3 separate regions of the Sus scrofa genome follow, and regions 1 and 3 are each linked to region 2. The links are chromatin contacts, called in public Hi-C and promoter capture Hi-C maps. All regions are on one chromosome and are shown on one strand. Each heading gives the region's core, a stretch centred on a gene start, on an enhancer-like site or on the middle of the called end of the contact. The rest is flanking DNA. Distances are from core to core; before and after follow the strand shown. Region 1 holds the start of SLC44A2 (choline transporter-like protein 2). Region 2 holds the start of ILF3 (interleukin enhancer-binding factor 3). Region 3 holds the start of QTRT1 (queuine tRNA-ribosyltransferase catalytic subunit 1).

The links. Promoter capture Hi-C pulls out the DNA fragments that hold promoters and counts their contacts. A called contact is a pair of places that touch in the nucleus more often than the background predicts.
Region 1: a contact with region 2 is called in a Hi-C map of retroperitoneal adipose tissue, with 1.7 times the contacts expected there. The contact joins the promoter of SLC44A2 here to the promoter of ILF3 in region 2. A contact is called at or near these places in 6 of 47 Hi-C or Micro-C datasets (blood, heart right ventricle, liver and 3 more) and 2 of 2 datasets of contacts at active chromatin or transcription factors (alveolar macrophages and skeletal muscle).
Region 3: a promoter capture Hi-C map of liver shows a contact between it and region 2, with 5 times the contacts expected there. The contact joins the promoter of QTRT1 here to the promoter of ILF3 in region 2. A contact is called at or near these places in 1 of 5 promoter capture datasets (liver), 16 of 47 Hi-C or Micro-C datasets (alveolar macrophages, blood, brain and 9 more) and 1 of 2 datasets of contacts at active chromatin or transcription factors (alveolar macrophages).

What each region holds. Positions count from the first base shown.
Region 1 is chr2:69,363,591-69,366,455 of Sscrofa11.1, reverse strand. It overlaps SLC44A2 (choline transporter-like protein 2), which reads right to left and starts at 1,510. Exons shown (of 22, transcript XM_021083792.1): 1 at 1,349-1,510. The coding sequence starts at 1,379.
Region 2 is chr2:69,412,033-69,415,200 of Sscrofa11.1, reverse strand. ILF3 (interleukin enhancer-binding factor 3) reads right to left here and starts at 1,326. Exons shown (of 20, transcript XM_021083797.1): 1 at 1,053-1,326.
Region 3 is chr2:69,449,467-69,452,472 of Sscrofa11.1, reverse strand. QTRT1 (queuine tRNA-ribosyltransferase catalytic subunit 1) reads right to left here and starts at 1,681. Exons shown (of 10, transcript XM_003123209.4): 1 at 1,401-1,681; 2 at 1,092-1,160; 3 at 858-996. The coding sequence starts at 1,643.

The DNA of each region.
Region 1 (2,865 bases), core at 261-2,760, 49 kb after region 2:
CCCTTTGGCCAAACTCATGGCTGAGTGAATCACACCATTGTCCACTCTGCCCCCCATGCTTGCCTCAGGGAGACTAAAGATCTCTCAGGTGCTGCCCAGAGGCAGGCAGGACCCCAGGCGGAGAATTCCAGATCAGAGACTGCCAGCCACACCCAAGGGGCTCTGGCAGCAGGGCAGCCACAAGGTCTGGGGTTTGGGCCAAAACCAAGAGCCGAGAAGGCCCTTCAGGAGGTTTGGGCTGGCAGCTTCCACCAGAGAGAGAAGAGGCTGGGCTACTGCCAGGTCCGGGCTGGGCAGGAAGAGCCCTGTCTCCCTATCTGTCTCTCTGCAGCCTCTGGAGGCCACAGTCCCTGAGGGGAGGGAGGCATAGCTTGTTTTTCTTGATTATTTTTGAGCTATTTCCGGCCCCTTCCCCAAGGCCCTTCGGTTTCACAGTTTCCAGGAAGTTTCAGTCACATAACAAGAGGTGGCAGGGCACCTTCCTCCCAGGGCCATGCCACGTGGGGGCATGTACCCAGCTCAGCCCTGGGGACCCAAAACGGAGAAGAGAAAGGAGAAACCGAGGACCACTCCTCTCCCCCCACCGTGGGAAGCCGGGGGGGGGGGGGGGGGGGGGGGAGGAAGCACTCTCTGGCTTGAGTGGGGAGGAAGCCTCATCTTTGCCCCACCCACTTGGCCCAGATGCCAAGGCCACCCTAAGGGGTTCGCAGGAGGGGGTTCTTCTCTTCGGACCCCTCAAAACAAGATTGAGCAGCCCAGGCCCCTTACACTGGGAGGGGAAAGTTTCTCAATTGTTTCCTGCTTCCTTCCTGCCCCTTAGCCGGCGGCGCGGTTGTTTCTGCCCTTCCCAGGCGGCGGGTGAGACCAGACGGGCTCCCACCCAGCCTTCCGCGGAGTCTTGCCTCAGTTTCCCCATCTAGCTGGAAGCCCTGGACGACTACTTTTATGGGGTGTGCGCAGAAAAGAAAAGAAATTAGTGGACAAAAGAAACTGGAAGAAGAGGAGGATTTGGGGAGATGGGGGCCCTGGTTCTTTTCCGAGCCTCGGTCGCCGTGCCTCCCCTCCCCCGCTTAGCATCTGAGCCACCCAGATAACGGGACCTCCCCGGGCGGAGCATGCGCCGTGTGTCCCAGCCCATCAGCTCGAGGGGGAGCAGGGGTTCCTGAGAGGGGACGCGGGGCGATCAGGCGGGAGCAAGAGGGTTCGGCGCAGAGCAAGGTGCAAGGCCAGGAAGCAGGTTGGGGCCCCCAGCTGCAGCGTGGGTGTTTAAGATCTCAGATGTCCACCCCCCACTCCCACGGCCCTCCCAACTCAGCAGAGACGGCAGCGGGCCAGAGGCAGCTCCTACCGTAGGCTCCGTCCTTCCGCTCGTCCACCATGGCCGCAGCGGGCGGGGAGGGGAGTCCTAGCCAGTGCGACCCCAGCCCGGGCGGGCGGGAGGCTCCGCGGGCTGCAGCGCCCCGCCCCAGCCGGCCCCACCCCTCCCACCCGCTCAGCCCCTCGCACCCCCTCCAATGGGAGCCCCGAGCGGGAGGGGCGGGATCCGGGGGCGGGGCCTGTCTTGGGAAGGGGGTGGGGCCCCAACCTTTGTTTCCCGACTGAGCTCCTGAGAGACCCTCTTGGTTTGTTTAGTGGGCTAGGAGCAGTCAGCATGCTTTCAATCATCTATCCATCCCTTCATTCGCCAAGCAGATACTGAGCACTGACTGTGTGCCAGTGAACAGAAAAAAAGATACCATTTTTCATTCATCACATTGGCAAGAATTTTAGAGTTTGGTAATATCAAGCGCGGTGAGCTGATGCTGTGGGTCAGAGTGTTTTCTGGCAGAAAGATGAAATCCAAAGTGTGTCTTCTCTGAGCGAGTCCTCTCTGCCATTGGCCCAGGAGAAGCCATCGCAGGCCTGTGTGCCTGGGGAGTATGTGACAAATTGTTACCTGCAGCTTGGATACTTCTTGTGAAAAATGGGGTAGGGGTTTCCGTTGTGGCTCAATGGTTACTAAACTGACTAGTATCCATGAAGATGCAGGTTCCCGGGTTAAGGACCCCGCGTTGCCCTGAGCTGCAGTATAGGTCGCAGATGGGACTCTGATCCTGTGTTGCTGGAGCTGCGGTGTAGTCTGGCAGCTACAGCTCCAATTCAACCCCTAGCCTGGGAACTTCCACATACCTCAGCTGTGGCCCTAAAATAATAATAATAATGCCACAGGTGTAGCCCTAAAAAAAAATGGGGGAGAAGGCATACGTCCACCAACTGAGGGGTGCATACGACACAGTGATATGGTCACAGGAGAGAACACCATACAACTAATAAAAAGAATGAAGTCATCAGGGAAATGCAAAATAAAACTTGATGGTTCACCACTACACACCCACTGGAATAACTAAAACTCAAAAGACTAATGGTACCAAGTGTTGGTGAGGATCTGCAGCAAATAGGGTCTCTGAGCACTGACTGTATGCCAGTGAACAGAAAAAAAGATACCATTTTTCATTCATCACATTGGCAAGAATTTTAGAGTTTGGTAACCTCAAGCACGGTGAGCTGATGCTGTGGCTCAGAATGGGAATGGGTCAGAATGGGTCAGTTGGTGGGAATGTAAAATGGCACAACCACCTGGAAGAAGATCTGGTAGTTTTTTGGGGGGGCAGGGGGCACATGTGCAGCATGCGGAAGTTCCCAGGCCAGAAATGGAACCTGCACCACAGCAGTGACCTGGGCCACTGCAGTGACAATGCCAGATCCTTAACTTGCTATGCCAAAAAGGAACTCCAATAGTTTCTAATCGGGCACCTACCATATGATCCAGACATTCTACTCCTAGGTATTTTATTTACTAAGAAAAATAAAACCAGGGAGTTCCCA
Region 2 (3,168 bases), core at 77-2,576:
CCCCTAGGCAGGATGCCAAACAATTTTCAATCAATTTTGGAAATATTGAGAAGAGACGGCTTACTCTCCCCAAGTTTAGACACTGAACTGGGCAAGAGCATGTTGATCCTTAAACATCCCAAATAATATCCCCAGGCGAAGAACTGCCCAGGGCAAAACCTCTAAAGCAACCCCAAGAATCTCAGTCACTCAACAACTTGAGGAAGTAAGCTAGAAAAGAATTTTAAGCGCTCATGTTTGGGTCTCAATCTGGAAGATCACAGGGCACCCAAATATCACATCTGATCACCATTTTGAGGGAGAATCGGGAAAAAATTCAACATCAATGAAACATCTAAAATAAATGAAGTGAAAGCTTAAAATAAACCTTTTAGCAATTCTGGATCCGGATCTGGGGGAGGCCAGCCTAACCAGAGATTTAAAAACCCCATGAACCCACAAAGACCTCCTCTGCAATCCACTTAAGGACGGGGTTCCAGGGAGGGGGTCTGCCTCTCCGCTCCACGAAAAGACAAAGGAGGCGATGTTTCCCGCCTCGAGAACCTGGGACTCTCCTGGAACCCGGGACCGGAATGGGACAAAGAGAAGAGGTGGGGGGGTAGCCCCTGCTCCGCGGGGCAGGATGCTTCCAGTCGGAGGGGGGTGTGTGCTCACCGCACGTGCGCGTGTGCGCGCGTGGCGCCCCAACAGACAAAGCCCGACCCGGGGGAGGCGGCAGCCGGGGGCCCAGTGCGCGCGCACCCCCGCGAGAGGCGCCACCGCCGGCCGAGGGGCCGCGAAGGGGGGGGCGGATGCGCGCGCACCGGGCCCTCGCCGCCGCCGCCATTTTGTCTCCTCGGCACAATGGGGGAGAGTAACGGCCGAGCGCGGGAGGTAGGCTAGCAAAGGAGGAAGGAGCCAGGCACTGGGGCGAGAGAACCAAACGAAAGCAGGGAACACAAGGCGCCTCAGGCCTTATCTCCGCAACTCCTCACCCGAGCCCGCGCTGAGGAGAGAACGGGGGGAGGGGGAAAGGCGGGAGCGGGCCCGGCCGCCGCCACATTGACGCTTACCTCGTCTGGGTCCCTTTCCTCGACAGCAACCACCGCCCTCCGGCCACAGCCCGCCTCGGTCTTCCCCAAAAAGCCACGCGGTACGCACCGGGCTGCTGAGTCCAACTGCAATGGCGAGAAGAGGAGGAGGAGGAGCCGGGGCCGGGGACGAGCTGGCGGGCGGGCGCGCGCTAGGGAGGTGCGGAACCACGTGACCGGGCGGAGCCACGCCCCCTGCCGCCTCGTTACCGCTCGACGCAGGCCCAGCGGGAGAGGCAGGGAGGGAGGAACAGAGAAAAGAAGGCGGGCCCTGGTCACGTGACAGAACCGTAAGACGTTACGTGGCGTCGGGACGTTTTCCTCCTCTTTCCACGCCTTTGCTTGATCATGTGACAGTGGCAAATTCGGAGATCTCCTTGGCCATGTGATAAGGACTTTTGCTCCTTGCCTTTGCGGTATTGGTAGGCCTGTTTCATGTGACAACATTGCCTTTCTTTTTTTCAATTGCGGTTTTTGAGCGGCCATTACCACGTGAGGCCGAGGGAGGGGCGGAGCCTCCCTGGTCTCCTAGTTTATGCGCTTGCGCGGCCGCCATCTTACGCCCGTCGCCAGGAGTACGTTGGCGGAAACGGTCAGAGAGGCTGGCTCTTGAGCGTCCTCATGGTGGCTGGTGTTGCTAGAAGAGGTTCGCTCTGCTACTGAAGCGGTACGGTGGCACTTCCTTCCCACTGCCTGCTTTTTCCACGAGAGGCCGAGCAGACTCGAGCTGTGTGTGTGAGGAAAGGTCGGACAGAACTCCTCGTTGCTGCTTCGGCATCCGGGTCTTTGGTGTTGAAACTTTTTCACGGGTAGCGCCCCGCTAAACTACCCGGCCCGGAGCCTCTGAAGGGCAGAGCCCAGTTGGTCAGAATCTTCCAGTCCCCCATTCACAGATGAAGAAATTGAGGCCCGATCCAGAAAAAGACCCGACTGAAGGCCTCACTGTCTTTTGCGGGAAATCTGGGACTTGGACTGAGACACTTGGCCAGCCACATCTTGGCGGGGAGGTCGGGGTCATAAGTAAAGGCATGGGGGACCGAGCGTCATCACTTTACGATCCTGGTGTTGTTGCATCCTCTTGGGAGCCTCAGATCCTCAGTGTACAATCTATGCCTAAGCTAAGTCCTGCTTTCTTCCAGAATCAGGATCAGTCAGGCGTTGGTAGACAAGTGATAGAGACATTGCTGAGATTCGGAGGCAAGTAGTTCAGGACTTAACGGCCTAAATAAATCTTTTTTGCAGAAGCAGGAATAGTGTAGCTAGTTTAAGAATGCAAGATCCCGAGTTCCCATCTCGGCTCAGTGGAAATTAATCCGACTAGCATCCATGAGGACTCAGGTTTGATCCCTGGCCTCCTCAGTGGGTTAAAGATCCCGAGTTGCCCTGAGCTGCGGTTTAGGTCGCAGAGGGGTCCTGTTCTGGCGTGGCTGTGGCATAGGCCAGTAGCTACAGCTCCGGTTAGACCTTCCTGGGAGCTTCCATATGCCTGGCTGCAACCCTAAAAAAAACCAAAAAAATTTTTAAGAAAATGCAAGATCCAGGGTCGCCCTAAGTTTGGGTCTCTGTATAATCAAGACTAGTGCACCTCCCTGAGCTTCTCTTGCATTATCTACAAAATATGATTTTTTTTTTTCCTTAAAAGCACCTGGTACAATTCTTTGCACAAAACATATGCCCCAATGGAGTTCCTGTTGTGGCGCAGTGGTTAAGGAATCCGACTAGGAACCATGAGGTTGCAGGTTCTATCCCTGCTCTTGCTCAGTGGGTTAACGATCTGGCGTTGCTGTGAGCTGTGGTGTGGGTCACAGACACGGCTCGGATCCCGCGTTGCTGTGGCTCTGGTGCAGGCTGGCAGCCACATCTCCGATTCGACCCCTAGCCTGGGAACCTCCATATGCCGCGGGAGCAGCTCAAGAAATGGCAAGAAGACAAAAAAAAAAAAAAAAAAGCCCCAAGATTATAGTTGGGTTTTTTTTTTTTTTTTTTTTTTTTTTAGATACGGAGTTCCCATCGAGGCGCAGTAGTTAACGAACCCGACTAGAAGTCGTGAAGTTGCGAGTTAGATCCCTGGCCTCGCTCAGTGGGTTAAGGATCTAGC
Region 3 (3,006 bases), core at 432-2,931, 37 kb before region 2:
GATTAAGTACCCAGTGCTGCAGCAGCTTCAGCACAGGTAACAACTGTACTGAAGGTTTGATCCCTGGCTGACGAACTTCCACATAGTGCAGGAGAGGCCAAAAAATAAAAGCTTCCTATCTACAAGCTCTCCAATTTCCCTCTCTCAGGAAACTTATACTTTATTTTTCTTTCCTGAGATTCTGTATGCAAATAAAAGCAAATCATATATGTGTTGTTGTTGCTATTTTTTCCATACAAATGGAAATATCAATGAACTTTACCTGCACTGTTTTGTTTTGGGTTTTGTTGTTTTGTTTTGCCTTTCTAATTATGCTGTTTTCACCAATGCTTGTCTCCCTTTTGGGCTGTAAGTTCCATGGATAGTATGACATCAGCACCCAGGCTCAGAATATCTGTATTCAGGAGCCACAGAATATCTATATTCAGGGGTCTGAAAACACCAATCTGCTTAGAAGATGTGAAGGTTTGAACCTGTTTCCAAGGCACTTTATGAAACTGAAAAATGTTAGCTGACCTTATCAAGGAATAGGGGATAGTAATGGAGATGGGAGGGGTCTAAAGCCTCCCCAGTACCCTCATGTTGCCCCCATTATTTCAAAATATCTTTGCCAGCTAATTTACTATTTAAAAAACAATAGCAATAAAGATAACACTAAAAGCTACCATGTGTGTCAGAACTGTGATAAGAGATTTACTGACATCATTATTTTTAGTAACTATCCCCATTTGGACTGGCTCAACTGAGGCTCAGGGATGGGGAGTGACTGGCTCAAAGTCAAGCAGGAGAGGGGGAGGCCTGTCTCACCTCGACTTCCAAAAGTCAGGGGAAGGGGCGGCTCCCCGGGATCCGCTCACCCAGTGCGTTCTGGATCTCCACGGACCTCTCCGGGCTCAGAAGGGTTTCATCACCGTCGTAAGGGGAGCGGAAGCGGACGCCCTCCTCCGTCACTTCGGACAGGGACACCAGGGACACCATCTGGAAGCCGCCGCTGTCCTGAGGGAAACCCCATCGCAAGGCTGTCAGGAAAGGGATTGGGACTATCCACCCAAAAGGAGTACTCTCGGATCACATCCTCGAACCCATCTTACCGTCAGCAGATTGTGAGGCCAATTCATAAAGCCGTGGAGACCGTGGGCTTTCTGGATCAGATCAGGGCCCTGGGTTAGAGGAAGAAAGGATCAGGTTAGGGGTGAACTCAACCCGGGGCGGGGGGTCCAAGTTTGGCTGCGATACAGTTTGCCAGCTTCCATCCTCGCTGTTTCCTTACGCCCAGCACAAGGCCTGGGCCATCTGAGACGCTCGATACTCATTTGTCTACAGACTTTGTGAGGCGTGCCCCAAGGGCATCTCCTGGGCCCCCCAAGCTCCGCCGCCCCGCTGGGAAAGAGCCCACCCACCGGCCTCAGACCCAGATGGTAGGTGTTGCCCAGGCAGATGCGGCAGCCCAGCGCATCCAGTTGCTCAGCGGTGATGCCCTTCATGGTGGCTTGCGTGCCCACTGGCATGAACACTGGAGTAGCCACTGGCCCGTGTGGCAGCCGCAGCTCCCCTGCTCGGGCCCTGGAACGGCTACACTCGGCCACCAATCGCAGGATGCGCGGGGCGGAATCCAAAGAAGTCTGGCTAGCGGCTGCCGCCATCTTGCCTACCGGAACCACGTGGGCACTGGAACACCCTGGGCGGCGCCATGTTGGCTGAAGTCACGTGGCGCACGACGCAAGCACAGGCCCAGGGAGAGCGTCAGATGAACCATGGAAACGGCTCGCCTTTCTTTTCGCTACTCCTGGATCGTTCCCACGAGGAGCGCACTGCCGCGAAGTATTGTCTTGGTGTGGAGGCCTAGTCCCGCCACTTCCTCGCAATCAAAGCCTCACTAAGTAATAATTTTGGGAGTTCCCGTCGTGGAGCAGTGGTTAACGAATCCGACTAGGAACCATGAGGTTGCGGGTTCGGTCCCTGCCCTTGCTCAGTGGGTTAACGATCGAGCATTTCCGTGAGCTGTGGTGTAGGTTGCAGACGCGGCTCGGATTCCGCGTTGCTGTGGCTCTGGCGTAGGCCGGTGGCTCCAGCTCCGATTCGACTCCTAGCCTGGGAACCTCCATATGCCGCGGGAGCGGCCCAAAGAAATAGCAAAGACAAAATAATAATAATAATAATAATAATTTTATCTTCCATCAAATGGGGTGAATAATAGTATCTAGACGTTAGGACATTGTGAATATTGAGAGACAGAATGGATGTGTATAGATTTTTACACGGTGCCTGACACAATCTCTTGTCTATCTTGATCGTTGCGTTGCTCCAAGTGCTTGGAATAGGACCTAGTGCATAGTATGCACTCAATAATTATTAGTTTCTTCGGTGCAAGAAGAAATCACAGATTTTCAGAGGGAGAGACTAAAGTCCAGAACCTTTTTATATTTATTAGGTCATTCATTCAAAAAATACTTACATATACATCCCCACTAGGGCCAGCCTCCATGCCACAGAGGGTGAGAGAGGGTGGGTCACGGATTTATTAAGCACTAGCTGTGTGCTGCTACTAATAATAGCAATATACGATGTATATTTTAATAATACTGATTGGAAATGGAGCTGATATATGTTATGGCCAGCAGAGGGCACATCTGCCCCAGAAGCCTTCCTCTCAGGTCAGCGAAACTGACCCAAGAGCTTGGGCTAATGCTGTTTCCCAGGCTGGTGAAGTCCTCACTGAGGCCGTGTCTGGAAAACACCCACCAATGACGCCCAATTCGGGGCCTTTGCAGCAACATTCATCTTTGATTTATTTATTTATTGTCTTTTTAGGGCTATGCCCAGAAGATATGAAAATTCCCAGGCTAGGAGTCGAGTAGGAGCTGCAGGTGCCGGCCTACACCACAGCCACAGCAACACAGGATCCCACCCAGTCTACAACCTGCACTGCAGCTCACGGCAATGCTGGATCCTTAACTCACCTTAACCTATTGAGCGAGGCCAGGGATCAAACCCTTGTCCTCACGG